2 separate regions of the Sus scrofa genome follow, and region 2 is linked to region 1. The links are chromatin contacts, called in public promoter capture Hi-C maps. All regions are on one chromosome and are shown on one strand. Each heading gives the region's core, a stretch centred on a gene start, on an enhancer-like site or on the middle of the called end of the contact. The rest is flanking DNA. Distances are from core to core; before and after follow the strand shown. Region 1 holds the start of RPS6KA1 (ribosomal protein S6 kinase A1). Region 2 holds the start of GPN2 (GPN-loop GTPase 2).

What was found. Promoter capture Hi-C pulls out the DNA fragments that hold promoters and counts their contacts.
Region 2: a promoter capture Hi-C map of fetal skeletal muscle shows a contact between it and region 1, with 8 times the contacts expected there. The contact joins the promoter of GPN2 here to the promoter of RPS6KA1 in region 1. A contact is called at or near these places in 2 of 5 promoter capture datasets (fetal liver and fetal skeletal muscle) and 1 of 2 datasets of contacts at active chromatin or transcription factors (alveolar macrophages).

Annotation. Positions count from the first base shown.
Region 1 is chr6:83,903,654-83,908,269 of Sscrofa11.1, reverse strand. RPS6KA1 (ribosomal protein S6 kinase A1) reads right to left here and starts at 3,146. Exons shown (of 22, transcript NM_001243214.1): 1 at 2,960-3,146. The coding sequence starts at 3,022.
Region 2 is chr6:84,206,705-84,211,387 of Sscrofa11.1, reverse strand. GPN2 (GPN-loop GTPase 2) reads left to right here and starts at 1,659. Exons shown (of 5, transcript XM_003127718.4): 1 at 1,659-2,329; 2 at 2,870-3,026. The coding sequence starts at 1,919. It overlaps GPATCH3 (GPN-loop GTPase 2), which reads left to right. Exons shown (of 11, transcript XM_003127719.5): 5 at 1-34; 6 at 142-269; 7 at 763-2,480; 8 at 2,870-3,026. The coding sequence ends at 979.

The sequences.
Region 1 (4,616 bases), core at 1,897-4,396:
TACTGACCTTTCAGAATACTGAATGAAGGACCTTGTCTAAAAAGTCTGGTACAGGAAAGGTCCTTTGGCCTCAGAGGATGGAGACCTGCTCTCCTCCCTCTTCCTCTACTGCTCATGGGGCCAGAGGCCGAGGGCCCCCAGACCACTGCGCCCCCTCTGCAGAGGTGAGAGATGGGTTCCAACAAGCATCCTTCCTTCCAACTCAGCAGCTCTGTCTTGGGAAGAGGGGCCAGGGCAGCGTCCAGAGAAGCTGGGCAGCAGATGGACAAAGCCAGCACGTGCCCTACAGGCAGGAAGCAGCCCCAGGAGTTGGGTTCAGAGCCCAGCACTGGCAGCCCTGCACGCTGCTGGAAGCTGGGGGCCGGATGCCAGGGCCGGCTGGCATCCCCAGCCCTCGGCAAAGCCTGGAAGGAAGAGTCTGCCAACATCCGGAGCCTCTCTTGGAGTACCTTCCACCTGGGCCAGCTTGATCCCAGTTCTCCCCTGTCCTTAAAGTCTCCCACCACTTGGTAGAAGACAGCGAGGGACCTGGGTTCCAATTCTGACTCTGACATTAATTCATAGCCCAGTTCACCTCTCTGAGTTCGGTTGTTCCATGTGAAAATGGGGGTAATAATCCCTTCCTTGAAAAGTTGTTCGGAGAATGATTTTATTTGAATAAGGTAACATAGGTGAAGTGGGGTGGGTAGCACATAGTGCAGCTCTGTACACAGTGAGGCTGGGCCTGGGGCCAAGGTTATGGCTTTCAGCAGGGCCAGCGAAGGACCAGGCAGAATCCTCACCCACACTTCCAGGGGGTTTACTCCACCTGGGCCACACCCTGGACAAGGCCCTGCCTCACCAGCAGCCCATTTTCAGCAGCGTCATGGGGAAGGCAGGGCGGTCCGTGTCCCAGGCCTCTGCCAAATGCCCCCGCCAGCCCCTGGCCTGCCTCCTTCCCAGCCAGGAGCCAGCGGCAACGCCTGTACCTGCAGGTCAGGCTGCTATATCACTTACATGTCACCTGGGCTAAGAACAGCGAGGCCCTGTTCTCCAGTGAGAACAGCCCACTCCGCGCCCTGGCTGCCCCATGGCTCCTGTTACCCAAACAATAACACCCTGTCACCTGGCACCTCCATGGAGTGGGGAGGAGGAGAATGGGCAGCAGAACCCAGGGCTCTGCACCCTCTCAGAGCCAGAAAGTAGAGACCAGAACCCAGCCTTGGCCACTGGAGCAATAGTGGCCCAGAGAGGCTAAGGACTGACTGAGGGTCGCACAGCATTCCCAAGGTAGTGCCAAGAAGCTCCTGGAGAAAACACAGCCCCTCCAACCCTAGGAAATAAGCCAGTTTTTCCCTCTCAGAGTTTGGGTGCAGTAGTGCTAAAACTGAGTTGAGTTTCCTGTTTAAACCTGGCCCCTGCCTCAGGATTCCCCAAAGGGAAGCAGGAAGTAGTGCCCTGGACTGGGAATTGAGCTCCTGAGTGTCCGCCTCCCCTGCTAGTGTAACACACGGTATGTTCTCAGCTGAGGTCCCCCCCGGCCTCTCCCAGTCTACCTTCCTCTGAGAGATCTAGGTCGCAGGAGCGTGCCAGGGCAAAGGAATCCACCTCAGAGCAACCCCCCCAGCCCCTTGTGCCCCAGTCGGGGGGCGGGGGTTGGTGCAGTGTGGATAGGGGCTGCAGAGGGCAGTGTTCCTCACCTCAGAGGGTGAGTCAGCGAGAGAACCTCTGAGCTGAGCAGGGCCTGTAAAAACCCTATGGCAGGGATCCCAGAGCAATTTACTCCAAATTGGGCCTTCAGGTTGGTTACCTAATCCTGCCGCGCCCACCCTCCAATAGCCAGTGTCAGCAGTGACCATCCCTTTAAAGGGGCAGCACACCAGGGGTCCTCACTCTGATCTCAATCTGTGGCCCTGAGAGGCAAGGCACTTGGTGGTTGCCTCAGGTAAGTACCAAGGAGGTGTACTCAGCAGGGGCTATGAGCTGAAGCCAGGGGAAAAGCACCTTGGCTCCCAGGCTCACTGAGGTCCCCATACCCCCTCCCCTCCGCATATCCCCATATCTCCTCTGGAAAGGCAGTATCACCTACCTACTTCCCAGAATGAGGCTGAGGAGAAAGTTTTCTCCACCTGCTGGTTCAGGGGCTTGACCTTGACCCTGGAGGTCAAAGAGCACAGGAAGAGCTGGCCTTTTGCAAGTTTGGAGCCTATCATCTCAGAATCCTCAGAGGGCAGGAAGGAGTTGCTTCTGGAAGAGGCTAGGCAGGCAGAGGCCAAACTCCTCAGGGGCCCAACCCTTCTTATTGGGGGGGGGGGGACAAGAAGCAGCGGCAGCCACCAAGGTCCTCCCCCTCTCCAGGAATAGTCGTCACAAGGACTAAGGGCTTTTCCCCATTCTCTTCTCTACAGCCCGGGGCAGGGGACACAGGTGTTCTCTGACCCTAGCCTGGGGCAAAGAAAACCAAGAGTTTCTGCCCCAGACGGGCCGTGTCACCCCAAATTCCACAACTGCCAGGGTCAAAGGGGCAATCCTTCTAGGGTCAGCAGCGGAAAAGCTGGGAGATCTTCCGGTAGGGCGATGCGCGATGTCAAGGAGAAGTGGGGGGTCCTACGACCCTTGTCTCTTGTAGAATCCGAGACATCTGGCAGCCCGGAGCTGGCCGCCTGGGCTAATGAAGGAAACTCCCACACCTCCCGGTACAGGTCCTAGGTGTAGGGAGAGGTAAGGGGAGGCCAGATCTCAGCGCACCGCGGGATCCCCTCTCCACGCTAAGGGATTTCTCGGCACTTGGCGGAACTGTCCCTCGCTCACACACACCCAGGACATAAGGGGGTGGAGCCGGAGAGGGGCCAAGAGATCGGAGGGCACTCGCGTCCTCGCAGGCGCCCGCCAGGCTCCGGCGGCGCCGCGGGCCGCCCCGCCCCTGTAGGGACCCGGGCTCGCCGGCCGCCAGCGCCCTTCTCCCGCCCAGCTCACTCACCTCCGGGTCCAGCGGCACCAGCTCCATGAGCGGCCAGGGCTCCTTGAGCTGAGCGAGAGGCATCGCGCCGCCGCCAGGCCGCCGGAGCTCCACCGGCGGCGCCGGCTGCGCCGCCTCTCGGGTACCAGGGTCCCCGGCTCTGAGCCCTCGTGCCCCCTCGCCCCAGCAGAGACCCCGGCACTCAGGCTGGGCCGTCCACCACAGCCGCCGCCGCGGCACTCGCACTTCGGCTCCCTCCGTCACCCGGCGCCGCCGCGCCCATTGGCTACCTGCGCGGGGGCGGAGCCAGTAAAGCCACGCCCCAGCCCCCGCGGCGCGGCATTCCCAGCGCAGACCCCCCGCCCCCTCTGCTAGGGGAGTGCTGGCCCCGCCTCCACCGCCAGCCCGGGGTCGGTCTTCTGCTCCGCCCGGGAGAGGTCCGCTTGACTTCTCCCTCTCAGACCTGGTTTCCTCCGCGCTGACCTCTCCAGGGCCACCAATCTCCTCGACTCAGCTCGTTTTGAATTGCTCCTTTTCCCTCCAGCCGCCCTGTTTGCCCTGTTCCCGTCTCCTCCCAACCCCTCCCCCCACACACAGACACACTAAATGACCTGGCCCTGACCCAGGCGGAGGCTGGAAAGGAGCCTGGGCCCTACTGCCCTCATTAGGAGGCCCTAGGACAATCCCCCTTACGGAAGCCGACACTGAGATCCCCTGGGGATCCCAGCGCCCCAACCCCAGGTAAGGTTTCCCCATCATCAGAACCCAGAGTGATGTCTTAATACACAGAATTTCTCCAGAAGCAGGACCAGCTTCTGGCTGATTTGGGCTTGTGCCTCCTCTAAGGAGAGTGGGTACCATGCTCCCAGGATTGACTGACACTGGACTGCCCTTGGAGTAAAAGGCCGGGAGAGAGAGTCTCCCTGGAGAGATTCAGCCTCCACCGAAAGAGGTGCTAGGGGTCCAGGCTTGCTGAGATTTATTCACACGTGGGGGCTTGGAGAGATGGGCTTGTTTTTTTTCATGGGCGAGGAAGAATGGCCATTTACAAAAGCTGTTCTAAAGCAGGACTGTTTCACAGAAGCCTTCTTTCAACCAGGTTTCACCAATGTGTGATTTCCTTGGATCCTCACCACCACCTAGTTTACACATCATAAAACAGTCTCCGAAAGGTATGAGTTACCCAGGGTCACGCAGCAGGTGGGAACAGATTAGGATTTTTAAAAATCAAAGTGCTTGAGAATTTCTCCTAAATTAAGATGCTCCCATGGAGTTCCCATGGTGGCACAGTGGTTAACAAAACCGACAAGGAACCATGATGTTGTGGGTTCAATCCTGGCCTTGCTCAGTGGGTTAAGGATCCCACGTTGCCATGAGCTGTGGTGTAGCTTGCAGACACGGCTCAGACCCCACGTTGCTGTGGTTCTGGCTTAGGCTGGTGGCTACAGCTCCGATTAGGCCCCTAGCCTGGGAACCTCCATATGCCGTGGGTGCGGCCCTAGAAAAGACAAAAATAAAAATAAAAAATAGATGCTGTGGATATAGCAATGAACAAAAGAAAGTCCCTCTTCTCATGGAGTTTACATTCAGTCTAGTGTGATTAGATAAATAATTATAGCTAACATTAACATAGTACTTACTGTGGACCAGGATGTTCTAAGCACTTTACCTGCAACTC
Region 2 (4,683 bases), core at 410-2,909, 300 kb before region 1:
GCACCAGGTGGGCACCTTCGAGCGCCACACCAAGGTGAGCACTGTGCCCAGCCTACTGACTCCTCTCTTCTCCTTCCCTACCCCTGTTTCCTTGAGCCCCCACAGGCGCCCCAACTCTTGAGTTCTCTCCCTTTTCTCTAGGGCATTGGGCGGAAGGTGATGGAGCGGCAGGGCTGGGCTGAGGGCCAGGGCCTGGGCAGCCAGTGCTCAGGGGTGCCTGAGGCCCTGGATAGTGATGGCCAGCACCCCAGATGCAAGCGTGGATTGGGGTGAGTATGGCTGAGGGACTTCCCAGGGAGCCCAAGGGAGCCTTTCAACTCTACCCTGGTTCCCCCTGCCCTCTGGTTTTGGCTTAGGTGCTAGAGACTCCCTAGGGAATGACTTTCAAAGCAGAATTAGAAAGAAAAAAAGTAGGACTGGCACTGTTTTTTTCAAGACCAAGATCTCAGGCTTGATAGGATCATTAACTTCCTGCAGGAGTCATTCCCCCAAGTCTGAGCAGTGTAGCCTGGATGATTGCTGTTAGGGATGCAGAGTGGTGACAGTTGTTCTCAATTTTGTCTACTGTTTAAAATGAAAGCGGTGAGGCCGCTAGTTTTTGGTGCTATCTATAGATGGATAAGGGGGCTGGAGAGCAAAGATTTAGATTTAAATGCTTTGTCTTTGGGACAGACTATATACGCGTAGCTATTTCCTGTCCTTTCCAACCCCTTTACTGAGGTAAGAGAGCTGCCCTCTCACTGAGAGCCCTTTTTAATCCAGGTACCATGGAGAGAAGCTGCAGCCATTTGGGCAACTGAAGAGACCCCGTGGAACTGGCTTGGGGCTGATCTCCACCATCTATGATGAGCCCCTGCCCCAGGACCAGGGGGAGTCGCTGCTCCGCCGCCAGCCACCCACCAGTATGAAGTTTCGTACAGACATGGCTTTTGTGAGAGGTTCCAGCTGTGCCTTGGACAGCCCTTCAGAGCCTGAGTGACAGGTCCAGGGGCTTCCTTAATCAGGATCACTCATAATTGCACAGTGGCAGCCCTCTATACGGTCTTATCTAATGCCAAAGCAAAAAGAACTCTGGGAGCAGCAATCTGCCCTAGCCTGTTCAGGATGCTTTTTTAGAACTTGCCTCCTGGCTGTCTACCTCAGGGGCATTTTGACAAAAAGTCCCCAATCCTCCCTTTTGATGAAACGGCTTAATGACCTCTCCCTGGTGGCCGCCTAACCCTGGTCTGTTTGGGCTTGCTCCTGTTGCTTCCCCCAGTACGATGAAAAGCCAAACTGCCTGAGATTACCAGCACAACTTCCCGTGGGGAGGGGTAGGGAGGTCGCCACGAAGCCCAGAAGGAGGGGAAAAGGGACATGGAAGAGGAGAAGATTTGCGCTCTGAAGAGACGGTTTGGGGGCCGGCCCTCCTTCGCCTCTCCCCTTAACTGGCTGGGACCGGGCAGCGGAGAGTCTAAGGCAGTTATCCCGAGTCTGAGACCTAATGGGAGAATAAAGGAGTGTATTACCGAATTTCTCCTCTTCTAACTTGGGCTTGGCGGAAGGTGGGGGAAAACCCTGAAAAGTTCTTCCTGGACCTGCTTACGCCTCATGCTTCGGCGCCGCCACGCCCCTCGGCGCCAAGCTATGTCGTCACTGTAAAGGCGGGACTTCCTCTCCGGCCCTCGCTGTTTCCGGCGTTGTACGGAAGTCGGGTGCTGGTCTGGTCAGTGCCTGGCCATTTGGTCCCCTTACAGCGCGCCTTTTCCAGCTCTCTCTCCTTAGGCGGCTTCCGGGTATCGCTGCCAGTCCCCAGCCAAGTGCAGTTAGGGGAACCCATTGCCCTCGGCTCTTGTCTGCGGTGCGGCTCCCCCCTTGCTTCCTCTCTGAACTTGTCTGCTACGCACTTCCTCTCACTTGTCTGAGCCGTGTGCCGCCCATGGCAGGGGCCGCTCAGACCACGGCCTTTGGGCAAGCGGTGATCGGCCCGCCGGGCTCGGGGAAGACCACGTACTGCCTGGGCATGAGTGAGTTTCTGCGAGCGCTGGGCCGGCGCGTGGCGGTGGTGAACCTGGACCCGGCCAACGAGGGGCTGCCATATGAGTGCGCCGTAGATGTGGGCGAGCTGGTGGGCCTGAGCGACGTTATGGACGAGCTGCAGCTGGGGCCCAACGGCGGTCTGCTGTACTGCATGGAGTACCTAGAGGCCAACCTGGACTGGCTGCGCGCGAAACTCGACCCCCTTCGCGGCCACTACTTCCTCTTTGACTGCCCTGGTCAAGTGGAGCTCTGCACGCACCACGGAGCCCTGCGCAGCATCTTCTCCCAGATGACGCAGTGGGACCTCAGGGTGCGTCTGGGATCTGGCCCATTTTGCGGATGGAGGAACTGAGACGGAGAGGACAGATGCCACGCCCCCATGTCCCATAGCTAAGTATGGGGTAGAATTGCTCTGAAGTAAAACAAGTGTGAATTCGAATTCTGGCTCTACCACTGACTCGGTGTGTGGTCCTGGGAAAGTCAGTTTCATTCTCTGAACCTCAGTTTTCTCATCTGTATAATGAATGTGTTAGTACCCAACTTAGAATTATTGGAAGTATGGAAAGGGTTATGTGGAAAGTGGCATGGTGGTTGTGATTTGGTGGGCAAAAGAAAGTTAAAGAATAGAGTCAGATGCAGTGGGAATTGTACCAGTTGCCTGCAGGAAAGAAATGCCCCATATTTCCTGGGATAAGGAGATGACTCTATTAGAATGAACAGAAGCAGGAGGAGACTAATGGGAAGATTTGCCCTTTGTCCTCAGAAGTCCCCGGTCTGATGGGGAGACATAGGCCCTAATGTTCCTTGCCTCCCCAGGCCACTCTCACCCTGTCTCTTCCTTCCCTCCCAGCTGACTGCTGTCCACCTGGTGGATTCTCACTATTGCACAGACCCTGCCAAGTTCATTTCAGTACTGTGTACCTCCCTAGCCACCATGCTGCATGTGGAGCTCCCCCATGTCAACCTCCTCTCCAAGATGGACCTCATTGAACACTATGGGAAGCTGGGTAAGAGCTCCTGTCCTGGCAGGCAAAAATCAGAGAAGCATCTGGGCTGCACTGGAGCAGAAATCTCAGCTGAAGGTAGCTGCTTCCAGGAACCATGCATGGCCTGGTGGGAGTAGCCACAGGCAGGTCCTGACCCCTGCCCATTTATTTTATGCCACCCTGTGCCAGATATTGTTCTGGGTTTTGGGGGACAAGAGGGCTACAGATGGTTATGTGTATTTTGAAGGAATTAGAAGTAAGTAATGGAACGGGAGTGAGGAGAGTGAACAGTACCATCTGAACTGAGATCAGAATAGTGAGTGGGAGCCTGCCAAGGCAGAACTGTTCCTAGGCAGAAGGACCACTAAGGGCCCTTCAGGAAAGAGCTTTTTGTGTTCTAGGAAAAGGGGGTGGGGAGTTGGGTGAGTCCAGGGTAGCTGAGATAGTGGCTCAGGGAAGGGTGGTAGGAAATGAGGTCAGAGAGGTTAGTAGGGGCCAGAACCTGTACTGTCAAAACAGAGAAGAAAGCCATTGATGAATATGAGGCAAGGGAACAGCATGAACTGGAAAAGTCCTTCCAGCTGTTTTGTGAATTAAAAGGGGCACCTATAAATCCTGTAGTAAGATTTTGCAACAGCCCAGGCAGTGGTCTTGGGAATGGAGAGAAGTAGATAGATTCAAAACTTAACTCCAGAAATAGGATTTGCTGGTGGATTAGACATAGAGGCAGGGGAATTAAGGATGACTCTCAGGTTTCTGACTGAACCAGTGGACAAAGGTGCCATTTATCAAGATGGGAAAGACTTGGGGAGAGGCAAGCTGACAAGGGCATTGCCCAGGGGTTCTAATAGCCAGCTTTTTTTTTTTTTTTTTTTTTTAAATGACTACACCAGCAGCATATGGAAGTTCCCAGGCTAGGGATTGAATGCGACCTACGCCACAACTGCAGCAATGCCAGATCCTTAACCAACAGAGCTAGGCCAGGGATCAAACCCATGCCTCCACAGCAACTCAAGCCTCTGCAGTTGGACTTTTTTTTTTTTTTTTTTTTTTTTTTTTTTGTCTTTTCTAGGGCCGCACTCGCGGCATATGGAGGTTCCCACGCTAGGGGTCTAATTGGAGCTATAGCCTCTGGCCTACACCACAGCCACAGCAACTCAGGATCCGAGCCGCTTCTTCAACCTACACTGCAGCTCATGGCAATACCGGATCCTTGACCCACTGAGCAAGGCCAGGGATCGAACCCAAAACCTAGTCGGATTTGTTAACCACTGAGCCACGATGGGAGCTCCCTGCAGTTGGATTCTTAACCCACTGTGCCACAGCGAGAACTCCAGCCAGGATTTTTTTCTTGCACGATTAGTGCTCTGCTGCTCTGGGGACATCAGTTCCCTAAATAGCATCTCCAGCCGCAAAGTAACCTAGAGAAGAACAGTTGAAATGACAAGCAGTGAGCAGGAAGGGAGGTTGTGGGGACAGTGAAGTGTCAGGGCCTTGTTCAGGAAGGGTGACTGGCTGCTAGTCAGGACATGAAGGGATGTCAGCACCTTAGAGGGGCCACCTCAGCTCAGAGTCCTGGTGCCTCTCTTAGCAAGCCCAGCAGCCACATTTTGTCTGTGCCCAGGTTAGCAGTCTTCCCAAGCCCCCCTCCCCTTCACATCTCCAGCCTGGATGGCTC